Regions from separate parts of the Oryctolagus cuniculus genome. Here region 2 is linked to region 1. The links are chromatin contacts, called in public Micro-C maps. All regions are on one chromosome and are shown on one strand. Each heading gives the region's core, a stretch centred on a gene start, on an enhancer-like site or on the middle of the called end of the contact. The rest is flanking DNA. Distances are from core to core; before and after follow the strand shown.

What was found. A called contact is a pair of places that touch in the nucleus more often than the background predicts.
Region 2: a Micro-C map of ear pinna shows a contact between it and region 1, with 2.7 times the contacts expected there. The contact joins the promoter of F3 here to the enhancer-like site in region 1. A contact is called at or near these places in 2 of 6 Hi-C or Micro-C datasets (ear pinna and skin fibroblasts).

Annotation. Positions count from the first base shown.
Region 1 is chr7:76,007,305-76,013,100 of mOryCun1.1, forward strand. No RefSeq gene overlaps it. Among named protein-coding and RNA genes, the nearest start is that of SLC44A3, 120 kb to the left of the region's middle. Within about 2 kb of position 1,452, at least 2 of the 8 cell types and tissues checked have an H3K27ac peak or open chromatin away from gene starts, as enhancers often do. A contact at or near this core is called in ear pinna, where this site is marked.
Region 2 is chr7:76,154,154-76,159,763 of mOryCun1.1, forward strand. It overlaps F3 (coagulation factor III, tissue factor), which reads left to right and starts at 1,544. Exons shown (of 6, transcript NM_001082291.1): 1 at 1,544-1,670; 2 at 2,679-2,784. The coding sequence starts at 1,571. LOC138850597 (a long non-coding RNA gene) reads right to left here and starts at 1,268. Exons shown (of 2, transcript XR_011390566.1): 1 at 1,090-1,268; 2 at 603-839.

The sequences.
Region 1 (5,796 bases), core at 202-2,701:
CTGAAACCAACAGAAGTGTTGGCAACTGGTGGCTATGCACTGTATAAGCACACATTGATAACACTGGCTCACAATAAAGCCAACCATTCTGAACAATGAGGCTGTTTTGCAAAGTAAGAACATTTGACATTCATGGTCATGGATGCAGCTATAGTTTCGTACCAGCTTTGGCATTCAGCTTATTCCCACATTCGGTTCTGGTGCCCAACGTTGAGAAAGTTTGACTCTCAGAGACAAGTTACGTCCTATATTACCGTAAGGTAACTGTGACTGACAACAATTAATTCCATATTTTAAAATAACTGATGGGCAAGATTTTACATGTTCCTAATACAAACTATGATAAGTGTTTGAGGTGATAGATGTGCCAGTAACCCTGATCTGATCATTACACATTATAGACAAGTATTGAAATATCACACTGTGCCCCATAAATTTGTACAGTTATTACATGTCAATAGTTTTACAGTAGAAGCTACTTTTTATTTTCTCATTTTTGAACAGTTTACCTTGATAATTTAGGATGTTTTGAATTAAACAGAATGTGGAGTTGGAAATTTTGATTCCAATATGGAATCATTAACAATAGGTAAGTACTTTTATTCCTGATGTGTAAAAGCCCTACCAAAAGTAATTCCAACTTAGGACAGGTGTGCCACAACATTATCCCATTGTACAGCTGACCACTCTGCAGTGGGAGGGAAAAGGATCACTTAGATTTTGCCAGCATCAATTTGGTTGAGTTTGACTGAGTTGACCATAGTAGTGTACTTGTACAAATTGATTGAGACTGTGTACCTGGACCCGAATTTTAAGGAATCACCCATACAAAGTTACACCCTTTCTAATCAGTGACACTTTTATTAATTATTCAAAGTTATGAGCCAAACTAGTTGAAAAGGTAAATTATAACTGTATCTAAGAGCGTCTGCCTGGCAGCGTGCATTAATACACTGGTGGTCTCCAATGTGTTAAAAATTTGATCAAGGCACATGTGATTGTATTGTTGTAAAATCACAATTCACTTTTTAATTATTTAAAGCACATGTTTTGGGTAGGTTTAAAAATGATTTTATTTTTTAAATAGAAAATCTACGGACATGGTGCAAAAGCCAAAAGAAGAGATATTCAGTGACAAATAAAATCTTCACCCTGCCCCTTCCCTGGAGGCAACCACTGTTAACAGTTCCTTGGAATCTGTTACACCTCTGTGGTGGGGTGGGGGGTGGGGAGGAGTTGTCAGAAACACACACAGATTGAAATGCAAGCAGTTGATGAAAGGCAGTCCCAGAAAACACCTACAGGGCCAAGCGGGGTGGGAAGACGGCCAGTGGAGAAGACAGTGGAGTGAGTTACTCTGTGGGCAACCAGAGTTTAATCCCACTGAGGAGCTCTGTGCGCCAGCAAAGGACTTGTGGCTCAGAGTTATAATTCCCGTGGGGAAACGAAGCTGGCGTGTATAACCAAGTCCACTGTTTGAGAGCGGTAGGGTGCCCACAAGCAGCCACGTGGCCAGACCCAGAGGCCTCCAGCGGTCACGGAAAGTGCTCAAAGAAACGCAAGGGCCAACTGTCTAACGTGAGCGAGTATGCCCTGCAATGTCACGGAGCGGGAGCAGGAGCACGCGCCAACCGCTGCTCGAACGCTCTTCTGAAAACATTCTGAATGCAATTTTATCCAAATATTTGCAATAACCACAGCCAGGCCCTGCAAATGCCAGGCTCTCACTGAGCTTATTCTGAAAGCTGTTGGCATTTTTGTTGGCAGAGCACACAAAGCTTGCTGGGGCCTGACTCCGTAAAGCCCTCTGGTTCCTTCCCTGCCTTAATCCCTGACACGTTTTCACCCCAGTCATGCAAACAACTCAGGCTTGCAGCCTGCAGACCGCCCAGTGGACTGTCCTTCTGCCCGGGGTTTGCTGATGAGGTCCTCCTGGCCAGGGAGCACCTTTGGCTTTGCGCCTCGTGCCTAACCCTACCTGTTCTTTCGGAGTCAGGTGAGTTGGAAAGAATGAAACTGACCTTCTAAGGCTGTAGAAAGCTCAGTGGGATGACGTGGATGGTGCCTAGTGTAGAGTCTGCACACAACACGTGCTCAGTGGTGACCATCTGCCTGTTAGCCTGTCCATCACCTCCTTTGCCTAACGACCCTTGGGCCTGCCCCATTTTCCCCATGCGAGATTGGGATCTTGCTCCCCCACACTTCCTGTCGGCCTGGATTTGATCTGCCTGTTTGTCTCTGCCGGCTGTACTGGGAGCTTCTGGGAGCAGGAAGCAGACTTTGCTCATCTCTGGAACTCCCTTGCTGGCACAGTGCCCAGGGCAAAAAGTGCCTCAATACTTGCTTTTGAAAAGAACTGAGGCATATGCACTATGCAGGGACCAATCTTTGATGTGCTTGTAAGAATCTAAGGAAGGATCAATCACTGCACACAGGGCATCCCGCAGAGGCTTTGTAATGGGCCTTTTATAGGTCATACATGTGTAAGGATTCTTCCTCCCTCTTACTGGGGAGAGACCTGTGCACCTGTGACTTAATTTTTATTTAAGATTATTTTTCTTTTTGCTTCCTTCTCTCTTATCCTCTCCTTTTGTGGATAGTCAGCCCATAAATTTATTTTCTGACCCCTGCTATGTGTCAGGCACCATTCTAGAGGGATGGAGATACCATGCTGCCCATGACAGAAGGAGACCCCTTAGAAGGTACAAGATGGAATATTCATTTGGACCGGCTAGCTATTGCTGGCAGGATCTGAGGAATCTGGAGCAAGTGGGGCTCATCAGGGCCTGCTGATGGAATGTCAGGCAGTTTTAGGTAAAGAGACGGACAAAGATTGCAGTCAGAGGAAGGAGCCCAAGGAGGTTAGGAATGGCTGTCATTTAGAAACACACTGAGTACTTGTCTGTAGTCTGAGGTGTAGGCCCCAGTGCCCACCTGTAAAATCCACTGTCAGGAGTGGAAGGAGAGTTGAGTGTCAGTTATTGTGACTGGGCTATCAACAGCTATGGCCAACTAGGCAACACCTTCTAATTCTGGAATAACTATAGACTCAGAGGAAGTTGTGAAACAATAGAGAGGACCTATGTATTCTTCATCCTATTTCCTCTGATGCTAACATTTGCATAATTCTACAATAATGTCACACCAGGAAATTGACATTAGTCCAATGCACAGTCCTTGTTCAGATTTCACTAGTTTTGCCTCTGCGTCTATACAGTCTTTCTCAAGTGGAAGTTCATGTGACAGCCACCACGTCAAAACACAGAATGGTTCTGTCACCACACACAGATATCCCTCAATTGGTAACCTTACAGCTACTGCTGAGTTTGAGAGTTCTTGAAATATTCTAGATATGAGCCATCTGCTGCATACGTGGTTTGAAAATATTTACACTGTTCAATAGCATGCCTTTTCAATTTTTAACAGGGTCTTTCATAGAGCAAAAAAAAATCTAATTTTGATGAAGTACAACTTACTGATTTATTTTCTTTTATGGATTATGATTTTAACGTCATGTCTGAGAACTGTTCACTTTGCCCTGGGTGCTGAAGATTTTCTCCTATGTTTTCTTCTAAAAGTTTTACAGTTTACACTTAAACTTATCATCCATTTTGAGTTACTTTTATGTAAGAAGTATAGATTGAGTTCCTCCCTCCCTCCCTCCCTCTCTCCCTTCCTTCCCTTCCTCCTTCCTTCCTTCTTTATTCTTGCCTGTAGATGTTTGCTTGTCCTAGCACCATTGCATAAAAGACTATTCTTCCACTGACTATCCTTTGCTCCATTAAAAATCACCTGGCTGGGGCTGGCGCTGTGGTTTTCCAGGTTAAGCCACTGCCTGCAGCGCCGGCATCCCATATGGCTGCCAGTTTGATTCTTGGCTGCTCCACTTCTGATCCAGTTCCTTGTTAATGCACCTGGGAAAGCAGAAGAGGATGGCCCAAGTCCTTGGGCCCCTTCACCCATGTGGAAGACCCAGATGAAGCTCCTGGCTCCTGGCTCTGGCTTTGGCCTGGCTGTTGTGGCCATTTGGGGAGTGAACCAGCAGATGGAAGACCTTTCTCTCTCTCTTTCTTTCCTCCAACCATCCATAACTCTACCTTTCAAATAAATAAAATGAATCCTAAAAAAAGAAAATTAACTGCTTCTGCTAGTGTGATTTTATTCTGGCTTCTCTATTCTGTTCAATTGATTTATCTATCATCTATTCCTCTATAAATATCTATATGGCCTTGATTACTGTGGCTACATAGTAAATTTTAATTAGGTAGAGTGGTTCCTCTCACTTTATTCCTCTTTTCTAAAATTGTTTCAGCTATTCTAATTCCATTGCCTAGCCACATAAATTTTATAATGATCTTATCTAAGTATACAAAAAAGTCTTGTGGGGGTCTTGATAGGAATTTTGTCAAGTTGATAGATCAATTTCGGGAGAATTGACATCTTTCCTATGCCAAATCTTCTAGTCTGTGAACACATAACATTTTCCCATTGATTTATATCTTCTTTAATATTTTCATCATCCTTTTGCAATTGCCTTGTAGAGGTTCTGTTGGAATTACCCCAACAGAATGCATAGTTGATGTTGGAAGGCCCACTGTAAATGGTAGTCTGTAGCCACTGAGGATGTAAAAAATACAACAAATTTTAATACATTGATCTCATACTCTGCCACCTCATTAAACTCTCAGTTCTAGGAGTTTTTTTTGTTTGCTTATTTCTCCTATTTTTAAATTTCTTGGGAAATCCACATGGGTCATTCAGTTATTGGAAAATCAGGCTAGTTTTCTTTCTTTCAAACAGCATGCCATCCTGGAGGGGTTAGCAACAAGGGCGGTTCAGGCAGATATTTAACCCCTGAGTCCCCTGCTTCCTTACTCACTTCTAGATTATTTCCCCATCGTGCATGGGGGCAGGGGGAACACAGGAAACACAGACTCGCTCTTACATTAGATCCAGCAGCTGTTCTCAGGGGGAACATCTGGAAGGAATAAGACGCAGTCCAAAGCGGAGGAGGGAGGATTCAGCATGGACTTTTCAGATCGCGCCTCCTCCATGAGCAGGGGTCAAGGAAGGGTGACTGTGTGCTGTTTGTTCCCTTAGGTAGGGGCCACCCAGGCCTTCCCAAAGCCCACCCAGGGAAACAAGTACTCCAGCCCCAGCACGGCCCGGGGCCTCCTGCGGCAGGCTGGGAAGACAGACGGACCCTGCGGCTGAGGAAGAGGTGGGGTGAGGACTTCCAGGAGTTGGGGAGTTGCTTCCCCCTCCCTGGAACCCTGCAGGGTATACGGTGGACAAGTGTGGGCCATCACCAGCTCCAACGCATCCTGCAGGCCCTGGGTTTAGTTGTGAGAGGAGAGAAAGAAAGGAAGATTCCTTCCCTTTTTCCCAGCGGTGAATCTGGGAAGCACAAGGATGTGTCTTTTTTTTTTTTTTTTTTTTAGCGTTAAAATTATTTATGTATTTATTTCACTCATTTGAAAGGGGGGGGGTGAGAGAGAGAGAGAGAGAGAGATCTCATCTGCTGGTTCACTCTCCAAATGCCTGCAACAGCCGGGGCTGGGTCAGGCCAAAGTCAGAAGCCTAGAACTCAATCTGGGTCTCTCATGTGGGTAACAGAGACCCAGGTATGTGAGCCATCTCCAGGATGCACAGTAGCAGGAAGCTGGAGTGGAGAGCAGAGCTGCTAGTTGAACCCAGGCCCTCTGATACGGGATGTGAGTGTCATAACCAATGTAGGTGCTGCACCAAACTCTTGCCCAGAAACTGTGTCCTGCATGCCACCAGGGACATGGCAGG
Region 2 (5,610 bases), core at 294-2,793, 150 kb after region 1:
CGGAAGGACGGCAAGGGCTGGCCCTGGATGTGCTATTTCAGGTCAGGCAAAGGCAGAACATAAAAACTGTGCCAACTTTTGTTTCTTTTAAGAGGAATGCAACCCTAAGGCCCAGCAGCCTATGTGGAGATGTGGATACAGCATGCGGGTAGTTCAAAAAGTTTGTAGAAAATGGAATTCAAAAGAAAATTTTATTTGGGTGCAAGATCCTTTTGGAAATCTGTGCATAGTGCTCCCCAGCCCCCCACCCCTCCACCCCCCGCCCCCGCTTATTTCCATGAAGTGTTTGAAGACCCCTGGTACGCACTAAAAGTGTCAATTCACTTCCCGGGAGGATGAGACAGAAAACCCATCATCTTCTCGCCCTGAAAACTCTGCAGTGATGTCGCCCACACAACAAATGAATTGGGCGAGGCTTTGCCAGGGCAGCGCGCGGTGCACTGCACAGGTGAGCGCGGACATTCCACGCGTGACCACTTCACAGCAAGCCCACAAGGGGAAGCCAGGGAGTAATTCCGCAAACCTCTGGCTTAGCGCGCGCGGTGGGGAAGTCTGATGACATTTCTGAATTTCCTTTTCGGCCTTTCCGCACTCGGGTGGAACTCATTCAGTCCCACGGATGTCTTCTCCAGTGTGAGAACCATCCTTTCTGGAACCGCAGGGCCGCAGATGTCACGCTGGAATCCTCCCAGGGGCAAAGTGCCAGCTGGGAGACGGCTCCTCCTCGGACCGAGGGATGCCGGGGCCAAGTGACCTTCAGACCCGTGGGCCCTGGGTCGTTCGGGTCCACACCGGCGGCGGGCACCCAGGTCGGCACGACGCGGCTGGCGCCGAGCGCCCTGTAAGGTAGACAAACCAGGTGCCCTAGCCCCTCGGGGTGCAAAAGAAAGCCGCAGACGGGAGGGGCCCTGCTCACAGGCAAGCCGCTGCCGGGCTGTGGCTCCCAACCCTGGCCCGGGAGCAAACGGCCCGGGAAATGCCCCGGAGCGGAGCCCAGCGTCCAGGCTCCAGGTGGCGAGCGCCGCGCTCCCGCCGGCCCCGCAGCCCTTTATCCCCCTGTGGAAGGGGCGCCCCTTCCCTGCAACTCACGAGCTCCTTCTTCCCCGTAGGCCTGCCGGCCGCCCAGGCTGAGCGTCGCGGGCCTCCCTGGCCTGGGGGCCCCGGGCACAAGGGGCCTTCGGGGGCCGAGCCTCACAGCACCTGGGCCCGCCTGCAGCCGACAGCAACTTGGCGCGCGGCGGTGCGGTTGAATCAGCGTTGAATCACCCCTTGCAGGGTCTGGGAGTTTCCTACGAGGCAGAGGAGGCGGGGCAGGGGTGTGGACTCGCGCGGGCCGCCCACCGCGACGGTAGTGACCGCCGGGGGGCGGGGAGGCCGGAGCAGGGGCGGAGGCGGGGGCGGCTCGGGGCGGGTCGTGGCTCTCGGCGTCGCGCGCGGCCCTTTAAAGCTCGCCCCGCACGGGCTCCAGCAGAACCGTAGATCCCTGGCTGCCTCTGGTCGCTTGCAGCCCACCCTCCGCAGACTCCCAGGCTCGGCAGAATCCATCCGCACTCCTTGTGGGCCTTTGGACATGGCGCCCCCGACCCGGCTCCAGATCCCGCGTCCCGGGACCGCTGTTCCTTATACGGTGCTGCTCGGCTGGTTGCTTGCCCAGGTGGCCCGCGCCGCAGGTGAGTGGCCCCCACCGGCGGAAGCCCGGGACGCGCTGCCCGCGGGACGGAGGAGACGGTTCTGGGTGGCCGCGGGCTCGCCCTGGCTCCGGGGGCTCGGCCGCGGGTTTGAATGAACTTGGGCCTCGCGGTGCGCAGGTGGGAGCTGCGCGGGAGGTGGCTGGAGCCCCAGCGCCGCTGCCCCTTCTGCTGGAGCGCGGTTGCTTAAGTCTCCTGTTGACTCCTGCTTTGGGGCTAGAACTTTCCACCGAGTTGTAACCTTGGGGGTGGAGGGATGGACATGGGCCGGCATCTGCACGGGTCGCTTGCCTTAGTTTGGGTTTTAACTATTTCATTCCATGTGCATCTCCCCTAATGAAGAGGGGCCCCGGTCTGTGCTTGGTCGTTGTGGATTTAGATTTGGGTAGAGCTGGTGCTGTTGTAAAATGAGGCGTGAACAGGAGCAGGCACCATGTCGTGCACCCCCTATATGCCCAGTACTTGTTCAGGGCGGGGGTAGGGGGACACACAGGAAGCTTCTGAGTGTTGGAAAAAGGTCTTCATGATAAAACATTCCTAATCGAAAAATGCCGCGGGGACAGGGCCATAAAACCACCTTGGTATCTGGGTGTTTCAGTGTAGAGGTGGTGTAGACAGACTCGGTTTTCCCATGTAGCCCTTCGCCACGTGTGCGATTCGCCCTTGTCTGCAACTCGGTGAAACCCCCTCCTACTTGGTCTTCCCTGCTGAGTTGAACCTAAGCCTTGCTTTTCCCCAGCTGGGTCCCAGACACCCTGGATGGCTCCTGGCCGGTGCAAGGCTTTCCCCAGGGACACTTTCAAACAAGGGGTTCAAGAGCCGTGGATTACAGGCTGGATGTTGATTTTTTTTTTTTCCTCTTGATAATTCAGTAGGGGAGCTTTTGCGGTTGAAAACAATTATGTGCAGTGTATGGTGATGGGAGGATGGGAAAGTGAGACCCGTGTGCTGGGAAGCGCATGTAATAATAGCGGTCCCTGTGTTGTTCAGACACTACAGGTAGAGCATATAATCTAACTTGGAAGTCAACGAATTTCAAGACAATTCTGGAGTGGGAACCCAAATCCATCGATCATGTCTACACAGTTCAGATAAGGTAAGCCATGTACCAAAAAAGAGATTTGAAGGTTTACGGTGTTTCTACTCTCCTGTGCTGAGTACAGATATCTTTAACACTGATTATTGGGTAAGATCATTAAGAGATGAGAAAGCAGGGCCGGCGCCGTGGCTCACTTGGCTAATCCTCCACCTGCAGCGCCAGCATCCCATATGGGCACTGGGTTCTAGTCCCGGTTGCTCCTCTTCCAGTCCAGCTCTCTGCTGTGGCCTGGAAAAGCAGTGGAGGATGGCCCAAGAGCTTGGGAGACCAGGAAGAAGCACCTGGCTCCTGGCTTTGGATCGGAGTAGCTCCGGCTGTGGTGGCCATTTGGGGGTGAACCAATGGAAGGAAGACCTTTCTCTCTGTCTCCCTCTCTCTCACTGTCTAACTCTGTCAAAGAAATTAAAAAAAGAGAGAGAAAGAGAGATGAGAAAGCAAAGGGCCGATGTGGAGGTCTGCTGGCCAGCATCTCGCTTTACCAAGCCTGCAGCATTTTCGGACCTGAAACTGATATATAACATTTCAATTTTTTGGTTTTGCTAAATGATTGGAAAATTTGTGGGTTGGGTACAAGCTGAGGGAGGTGAGCCTAATCTTGAGCAGGCCTGGGGGGGTGTGGTGCTGCACTTCAGGGTCAGTGACTATGAAGCTGCAACACAGGTGCCTCTTACCTTTGTTAGCCATCTAGACTGAGAACTGCATCTAAGGAAAGAGGTGGGGAGGAATTCCAGCGCATACATTGCCCTGCAGCGCTGTTTGATTCATGCATCCTTGGGCTATGTGAATCAAAATTCGGTTGCATACATGAGCTTGGAGGAGACCACATTCCTGACTCATGGAGCCGGGTAGAAATGGTTGCAGAAGTAATTGCCTTGTGCGCACAGGGCCCCTGGGGGCTCCACATCTCCGACTGACAGCTCTTTCCCTCTCCCCTCGCTGGTGAGCAGTATACTCAGCCTCAGTGTGCAGGGTGCGCCACACGTTTTCCTTGGTGGTTTTCACCATCTGCTTGGCAAGCTTTTGGTCTCTGAAATATCCTAGGAGGCTTGGTAGCGAGCTTACAAAATAGAGGAGAAATGATTTGCACGCTCGTTGTGTGAAGACACGAAGGTATTGCTGGCAGAAAATGAAATGTGTCTTGCTGCTTTAGCTTGTGCCAAACCTTTTACAGAATTAAGAGTGCAACTCGTGGGTTCGGAGTGGGCTATTATTAGGTGGATGTTCTTGTTTTTCAAGATGAACTCCAGGACAACTCTTGCCAAACCAACAGGGAAGAGAATTTGTGTGTACATGCATGCATGGATAGATAGACAGACAGAGAAGGTAATTTCATAACCTGCAATAACAATTATGATTATAATCAGACTGGTCAATTCAGATTCCACTAGTTGAGAATTGGGAATTAATTTCTCTGTTACACATCTAAAGTTTACCTCCGTAAGCACCTTCCCTCTGAACAGTGAAACTTAGATCTGGGGACCAATGGGTACCTCCTAAATACAGTCAAGTTGTGTGGTTTCAGCGACATGTGGAAATATAGTTAGGATTGATCTGATTGAAACATAAACCTCCATGAACTCTAAGCTCTTAGGCTGCAGGAGGCTACTGCGATTGAGACGAGCAGGGCTGACGGGCTGCAAACATCAGAGCTCAAGGCACGGTGTGGGGTGCTCCTGCCCACCGGGGCCAGCGCCCCATGCTCTGGCTGCTGAGCAGGAGGACGTGGGAGCCTGCCCATCAGCCTACCTCTGAGACCCACGCCTTCCTCCTGTTCTGCCTGGGAAAACCAGATTCCTGGGTTAAAGGGAGTACAGCAGTCACCCTGTAGATAAGGGAAGTGCTGCTTGGGGATGGGAGAGATTTGTTTGTGATCGCCCTCAGGGTGATGCCCTGGCCAGGATCCTGCACCAGCACCTTCTCGGACTGCTCTGCCAGAGCCCGCATGAGGCTCAGAACTGGGAGGAGGACGGAGGAAGCCTTGTGTGGCGTCTCCTCCGGGGGCTCCCTTCCTGCCTGTTTTCCTTGCCTAGAAGAAGTGTCTTGGCTCACGGAGCGGAGCTCATCTTGGACATCCTTTTCCACGCCCGCTGCCCTCGCTACTGACTGGGGCCCCACCTGCACCTTCCCCTTGGGACACAGTTTTCGGTGGTGGTTGGGAGGTGTCGCTGCCCTGAGCCTTAGCACCAAGCCATCAGCTGTAATACTGGGTGCACAGGAATGTTCCGAATTCTCAAGCTGATTGTACACCCCCTACAAAATTGCCCCTGCTTACGTGATCATACTACTCACAGTGATCGAGGCCCTGGTTCCAAATTTTGGCATGAGCACGTGGTCCCAGCTTGGAGCTGGGCAGAACCAAATGCACACCCTCTCGTGGTGTGCACCAGAGAACCCGGGGGAGTCTGATGGGCTTGTTCGCCATAGCCATGGAAAGAGGCAACATGTTCTCATTTACTTGTGGAAACTGATATGCTGAAAATGCATTTTGGTCATTCGGGAGAAAAATAGCCTCTCTTCTTTTATTGCCACAAAATGAAAGAAATACAAGAAACAGAGATATTTCAACACCAATCTTGGTTTGCGAATTTGCCCGATTCTTGTAGCCGGGTTGTTTGGTTCTGATGCTTACAGAATACACAGTTTTGGCTCCTGTACAGGGTCTAGACAGTGACTTGCTTTCCTGCATGGTGTATGCCAACCTCCCAAGGAAGACAGTTCTTAGGCTGCTTAGCGGCGTAGCCCAAGAGCAAGGGTGCCTGCTACAAAGCAGACAGGGTTCCCATGTAGCACTTGGGTGGAGCACGGTGTGGGGAAGGAGAAAAG